Regions from separate parts of the Anser cygnoides genome. Here region 1 is linked to region 2. Evidence: chromatin contacts called from public Hi-C data. All regions are on one chromosome and are shown on one strand. Each heading gives the region's core, a stretch centred on a gene start, on an enhancer-like site or on the middle of the called end of the contact. The rest is flanking DNA. Distances are from core to core; before and after follow the strand shown.

What was found. Hi-C and Micro-C count contacts between places; a contact is called where the count stands out from the background.
Region 1: a Hi-C map of liver shows a contact between it and region 2, with 4 times the contacts expected there. The contact joins two enhancer-like sites. A contact is called at or near these places in 2 of 7 Hi-C or Micro-C datasets (both in liver).

What each region holds. Positions count from the first base shown.
Region 1 is chr18:12,552,392-12,556,006 of Taihu_goose_T2T_genome, reverse strand. It overlaps RAP1GAP2 (RAP1 GTPase activating protein 2), which reads right to left. Exons shown (of 26, transcript XM_066979512.1): 3 at 722-757. The coding sequence starts at 744. Among named protein-coding and RNA genes, the nearest start is that of RAP1GAP2, 21 kb to the right of the region's middle. Within about 2 kb of position 1,761, at least 1 of the 3 cell types and tissues checked has open chromatin away from gene starts, as enhancers often do. A contact at or near this core is called in liver, where this site is marked.
Region 2 is chr18:12,420,359-12,423,651 of Taihu_goose_T2T_genome, reverse strand. The region is part of intron 3 of MNT (MAX network transcriptional repressor); the gene reads left to right. Among named protein-coding and RNA genes, the nearest start is that of MNT, 16 kb to the left of the region's middle. Within about 2 kb of position 1,496, at least 3 of the 3 cell types and tissues checked have open chromatin away from gene starts, as enhancers often do. A contact at or near this core is called in liver, where this site is marked.

The DNA.
Region 1 (3,615 bases), core at 512-3,011, 130 kb before region 2:
CTGTCCTGGGCAGCGCCACCCTCGTGCCGTCAGATCTCAGCAGGTCTGCGGCAAGCCCGAGGCAGCCCCGCAGAGCGGCACCACCACCCCGGGGACCCCACGGACAGGGACAGCCGGCGCTCCGCCAGCAGCCCACGGGGAACAGCAGGGTAAGGGGCACCGCACACCCTATATCCCACCGGGAGCTGCCCCCTCCCAAAACTGTGAGATCCAAATCCCAACCAGAGCGAACCCAGACCTTGCTGATGTTACAGCCAGCAGCCTGCCCTGCCAGCTCCCATTCCCATCCCTCCAAGTCCAACATCCTGTGAATTCCACCATGCGTGCCTGAAACCCGCTAAAAATACAGCATGCATATCATCCTGTTCACCATAACCACTCGCTGCATGCATCACCTCAGACTGTAAGGAGCAGGGGCTGTGTGACGCGCACAGAAACAGCCCCTCGAGCAGGCAGACAGGGAGGGGACAGACACACCGCCCTGCCCGGCTCCGCTCTGCCCAGGCCGGTGCCGCGGGGACGGGCACAGGCACAGCGCGGGGCTGGCACCGAGAGCCCCCGGCTGTGGTACAGCCACCCTGACCTGCCCCGTGTATGGGGGTGGGTTCAGTTGGCTGCTTGGTTTTTAAGGGCAGGGCATCCTCCCTCTGCTCTAGGCCATCACTGGCCACCGTGCATGTCACAGGAGAGTGGCTTTATAAGAGAAAATTGTGGTACTCACTTCATCTTCAGGCTGGCGAGCATTGTCTTGTCGATCCTGGGGAGAGAGCAGAGCAGTGCGTTACTGGTGATGGTACAGCGACACGGGTTGTCCGGCCTCGGGACCCATCCTCCTCAGGTGTCCACGTTCACCTGAGGACCCGAGGAACGAAGCCCGTCCCTTGCCTCCCCGGCCAGCTTGTTCCTGTGTTTCCCCCTTAGCTCTACTCAAGGTCTGGCTCTCCCATCACACTCCCAAATTCATTTATCCACATCCAAGCCCTTCCATGTAGCCCTGATCCCAAGCCTCCCAGAAAGCACGGATTTAATGAGGACAGACCCGAGACAACGCAGGTGCACCAGAACATCGCCCCTGACCCCGCAGCCCAGCCCTGCAGCCTTACAAGAAGCACGGTCCCACGGGTGAGGACTCCAGGCGCAGCAAGGCACACGACCTTTAGAGCTGACCGGGCTGCCCCACTGCGTGAGCACGGGTCCGTGCCTGGCCCCGCAGCGCTGCCCCGGCCCCGCACCTCGCCCAGCCCAGGTGCCCGCACTCGCTGCGAGCACCCGCAGCCGCCCCGAGCCCTGGAGCTGGAGCAGCGCAGGGCAGCCCGGCCGGCTGCTGCGGGGCTGGGATCCCAAGCCGCATCGCTTCTGTATTTAGCACTGGTAATAAGCGCCTGTCTCCACAGAATTATTATGGTTAAAAGCCATATTAATATTAATTAATGCAAATCATAGTAATGTCTCAAAGTGCAAAATTATGTCTTTTGACAGTAACTGCAAATTCTGTGTTGTCTGCTACATGGTGCACCAAAAAAAAAAAAAAAAAAAAAACCAAACCAAACCAAACCAACAGAACACTACTGGTTTCTGCATTGCGATCACAGAAAACACTGCAAGGCCGCAGAAATGCGTTTTCCCCTGCACCAGCAGCCGTACCTCCCCCTGCTCCCGGGCTGGGCGGGTGGCGCAGTGGGGCCAGGTCCCGCGCGCCCTGCCACAGGCTGGGCTGTGCCGGCACCGGGGGTCCTGCCTGGCACGTTCATGCTGCCCGTGGGCAAAGCCACCGCGCTCCCCGCGCCTCCTGGCCCCTGCCCTGCTCTGTCTGCTGCAGGGGCAGAGCCCCAAACCTGCGGGAGCTCCTCTGTGGCTGAGGAGCACCGGGTGAGCCCGGAGGCACCCAGGTCAGCGGGGGGCTCCCCGCCCGCAGCACAGACTGAAGCTGTCGCCCCTTCCATCCTTGCGGGCCCCCCACCAGCATCTGCCCGTGCTCACGGCTTCCAGAGACCTGGCACACTGCCGCTCGTACACAGACCCGGGTCAGCTGCTACTAGTGCTTAATATTTAACCAGCCTGCCTACAGATCTTGTTGAACATTAAGTCGGGCTGAACGCTGAAGCATGCTGCTGAGATATCTGCTGCTGAGCTCTGTAATGGGGCCAGCGAGCTGGGGGACGGGGGCACTGGGGACGGCTCCTGCAGGCCCGCGCCGGCAGCGGGGCTGTGCCCAGCGGTTTGGGTTCCGTCAGGAAGGAAGCATGAGAAGAAAAATCAGTTGCTGTTATTTTGCCTCACGGAGAGAGAAGGAAAAAAAAAAAAGAAAAAAAAAAGAAGAAGAAAGAATACAAGAAAGAAAACCCTCAGCTGGGGAAACCGCAGTTGCGAGATGACTAAACTGAGCGAGCAGCGTGGTCAGGCCCTCGCAGCGCTCCCCTCCCGAGGTGGGGCGATGTGAAACAGCGCACGCCCCCGGCTCTCCTCCCCACAGCACAGACCTCGGGGCGTCTCTGCCCCCTGGACCCAGGAGCAGCGCCCAGGAGGACGGAGCTGCCGACGCAGCTGGGCCTCCCCGCAGAGGGGCTGAGGCCGTGCCGTGGCTGGGCACAGGGCCCGGCGGCAGCCCCCCGCAGGCTCTGCGCTCCCCAGCCAGCGGCCCGGCACCTACCGGGGTGACACCGACCGCGGCACCACACCCCTGGCTGCCCGTCGCCACGTCCGCGCTGCGTTCAGCCCCGGCCACCCCGGGACAGGCACGCTGCTCCTGCGGCCCCGTGGGAACAGATGCAGCCGGCAGAGAGAAAAATAACAACAACTCACACGCAGCTCGGGGCTGGAAATAGCAACTACAGCCCATAGAAAGAGGTGCCTGGGTGTGCCCGGCCACCCCTCGTGCTTATTCACCAGGTTTCCACAGGAAGGGCGTGTCGGCCGCAAACCCGAAATGACTGTGAGAAGATGAAGAGGTGCAGGTACACGGCCGCGGCAGGCTGCTGCCTTGCCAGTAAAACTCCAGAAGGGCTGCGGGATGGCGCGGAGCTGGGGGACGCTGCAAGGAGAGGCTGGCACAGGCACACAGCATGCCCCTGCCGCGGCTGCAGGCCCTGCGCGCACTGAGGACGGCGGCGCTGCACGCACTGCGAGCCGGCCGGCTCCAGGCACCGCACGGGCACTCTGCAGGGAACACACGGCTGCGAGGGGCATCTTCCTGACGGGACCCCTGGGAATTTGTTTGCCAGCCTCACCTGGGACCTTCCCAGCAGCACATGGGGAATAGGGCTTCTCCCATACCCATAACCTTTATTTATCACTACACAGAACCCGATCCTGACATTTTTTTTAAAAAAAGTCAGCACCCTGCTTCCCCCATCAGCCAGCCCTCAGTACTCCAGCGGCAGCACAGCCGTGTAACAGCCAGCAGATGACACTTTTCCTGTGTTACTCTCTGGTTAGCTGTTATCTCTTCCCTGCAACTGCCACAGCAGAGAAGAACAAATAAGCGAAGCCTGGATTACCCCAAACTCCCTGCAAAGGTGAAGGTAAGGGCTCCAGTCTGCACTTGTGCCACTCGATTGCAGCTGAGGAAGTGGTCAGCAAACAGCAGCTCAAGGGGTGAGCCCAGCGTGGTCAGGG
Region 2 (3,293 bases), core at 247-2,746:
ATTTGTAGCATCTTGTGTGATATTTTGAAAATGAGGGAAAGGAGAGTGTTTAAAAATTCAGCTTTCTTTAAGCTCCACTCATAGTCTGAAAATCGTGTTCCATCTTTAGGCTGCCGGTTAGGGCAAGATAAACAGTTATGAATGAAGCAAGCTGACTGGCCAAAAGTGAGATAATAGTTTGTAGGAATAGATCTATATATAGCTCGAAGGATACAGCAGTCTGAACTGCAGTATCCAGTGACTCACGAACGGCTCAGGAAAGGTGTGCTCAGGGTAGAGTCTTGTCTGAAATCTCAGCACTGCTGCTGCAGTGAGTGTGAATGAAAAACTCCAGCGGAGAACAGGTTGCAGGGTTTTGTGGCTGTACCTAGGCGGCTACAATTAATAACTTAAAACTCAGTTCCACAGGGCAGGTATCAGATTTGTCACATCTGACTGCTTCCTTGTGTATTGGCACAAGAGTAGGGGTGTAAGAAGAGTTGGTTACATCACACAGAAATACCAGCTCCTATAGAGAGTAGGTGGTTATCTCACCTGGCAGATGAAAAATAAAGGCGAGTGTTCATTTCCAGCTCTCAAAGACTTGATTCAGATCATGCAATTACCACTATGTATGAGATTTCTCAGTGATAATACAGGAATAGCAGTTTTGATGTATAACTCCTTGGAATTAACAAAAACATCCCAACATTTTTGGGTGAAAGAGTTAGTAACTGGTGTATTATTGTCCGGAGTTGACTCAGAGTAGCCCCGTGACCTTGCATTAGCCTCTCTCACCAGTTTCCATAGATGCAAAACGGAGCTAACAATGCCTAATTATCCACTTCATCTACTAAAAAGGGTTAAGGCTGGGGATGCTACAACCATTTAATTACCCTTTTTAATGAGCTCTGAAAATAAGTGACTGGGAACCGGTATTGCTGGCGTAAATCATGCAGCGGCTGGACGCAGTGGGCGCAGGCGGGCTGCCGAGGCTGGGAGCTTCTAGAGGAAGAGCAGAGGCCGGCCCAGCACCCAGGCCTGCTCCCAGGCCCAGCACCCAGGCCCAGCGCCCAGGCCTGCTCCCAGGCCCAGCACCCAAGCCCAGCGCCCAGGCCTGCTCCCAGGCCCAGCGCCCAGGCCCAGCACCCAGGCCCAGCGCCCAGGCCTGCTCCCAGGCCCAGCGCCCAGGCCCAGCACCCAAGCCCAGCGCCCAGGCCTGCTCCCAGGCCCAGCACCCAGGCCCAGCACCCAGGCCCAGCGCCCAGGCCTGCTCCCAGGCCCGCGCCCAGGCCGGCCGCCTCGCCTCTTTGGAAAGCGAGCAGCCGTGCGCCTGCTGAGTGCGATGCCAAGCTCCTTGCATCATCCGCTCTCCTCCCCCTCTCCCCACCACAGCTGTGGTAGCAACAATTATGCGGGGAGGAGTGTGTCTATCTGTGGCATTTCCACCCGTTTGATCCCTCTCAGGCAATCACGTGGAGGTGGGGTTTCTGCCTTGCTTACGTGTCTGTGTTTTTAAATCAGCCTCTCGTGTTGCCGCTCCGCAGTCAGCACACCGCCAGCCCGCCTCTGTACGACACAGCGCCGTGTGATCAGCCGGTGGCTGCCATAACTACCTGCGGCTTGCGAAGTGTGGGCAGCGTTTCGCAGATGCTGCCCGCAAAGAGCAAAGACGCGGGCACCCCGCTCGCCTCCCGACACCCGCTGCCCGTCTCGCCCCCATGTCTGCCTGGCCCTGTGCAGGAAGGGAAATGTTCTTTCAGTGCGAGGGAGCTCGGCGAAAGAAAGGCTTTATCAGGTCGAGTTTCTGCTTGTCGGTGCCAGGATGCAGACTCCCAGTTCAGGGCTTGGTAGCGCTGCCTGGTGCTGCTGCCCCTGCCACCCACCTGCGGGGCGCCCGGGGGTGCACACCGCTCCTGCCCCTGCCCGCTGTGGGCTCGTGCAGCTCCCCCAGCAGAGCTAGGGACAGCCGTAATCTCTGCGTGGTGCACAGAATAAGCCGGGCAATTTTAGTCCCTGACATTTATTTATTTTGAAAAACAAAATAACAAGCTTTTTTTTGCTGGCTAGGTCTAGAAATGCCTTTGTCTTTTCTTCAAATATTTGTGAAATATACAGGGATCAGGACTCTGTGCCTTCTTCTTGTATTTTAATGTGGCTGCTTTTAGGACGCTGCCATCAGAAGGTGTTTTTCTGTAACCTTCCTAAGGGCAGTCAATGAATGCAGTGGTATGCACGGATGAAGACAGTGCCCAGAGGGGGGGGAGAGGAGGGAAGGCGAAGAAAAGAATGGTCAGCTTTACGTATTTCAAAACAAAATATCTAAGATAGGTCCTTCCCCAGAGATTTTTTTGCCGTTTTAATTGTCTTCAATCTCTGTTGATGTTTTTTGCCAGCATTGTCAGCATTGTTCAGCTAGGGAGTATTTACATTTGTTTATTTTGATTTTAGAGTGTTGATGAACAGCATGTGAAAGAAACAAACCCAAATGAGTTCAAAGATATTATCACTTTGTCATTAATGTACTTTGAGGCTTTTTTTTTATCAACAATCTCACATTCTCAGATGCCACTGGCAAAGCTGCTGAGGGAACATACAATTGGAACGCACTGCCTGTAACTGAGCCCAGCCAGGTGCCATCAGGGGTGTCATATAATCCGGTTCCTAAACGTCTGTAACACTGTAGAGGTTGGTTGGTTGGTTGGTTTGCTGTTTATGACAAGAAGATGGGAGCCTTCTCTGTGTTGTAGGGGCCTCTCCTCACCCTCTGTTCTCTGATGGTTAGAAACCCTGACAGCAGACAGGTGACTATCTCCTGGTTAGGCAAAGGGAGTGTTTTACAAGACTTTTTAAGGGTAAAACTAACAATTTACTTCAATTGCAGTGGCTTTCACTGGCAGCACAACCAAATTCATGTTAATTTCAGTGTACGTCATGTTATGTCCTGTGTATTTCTAAACAGTAGCCAGTGATTTCAGATTTCCTTCAGTCAGTCCTTCCACTGCCCCCCTCGGCAGCCACATTTCCATTTTCTGCTGGGGTAGATGTACCACTGCACATACGATCACTAATGCAGCGGGTGCAGCTTTACGTGCCTGGCAGTGTGCTCATAAAGGGCCTGATGAAATACAGAAAGCCCTTGCCAGTCACCATAAACAATGGTGCCCCAAGGAAATGAAAAATTGCCTGCCTGTTTTACACCCATGTGCTTTACAGATTAGAATGTGGCTTTAGGTATTTAGGTGCTTTAAGCCTGACTGTAAGATTTTTTTATTCCCATAATAATGATGTGGAACTAAATGATCTATTTTCCA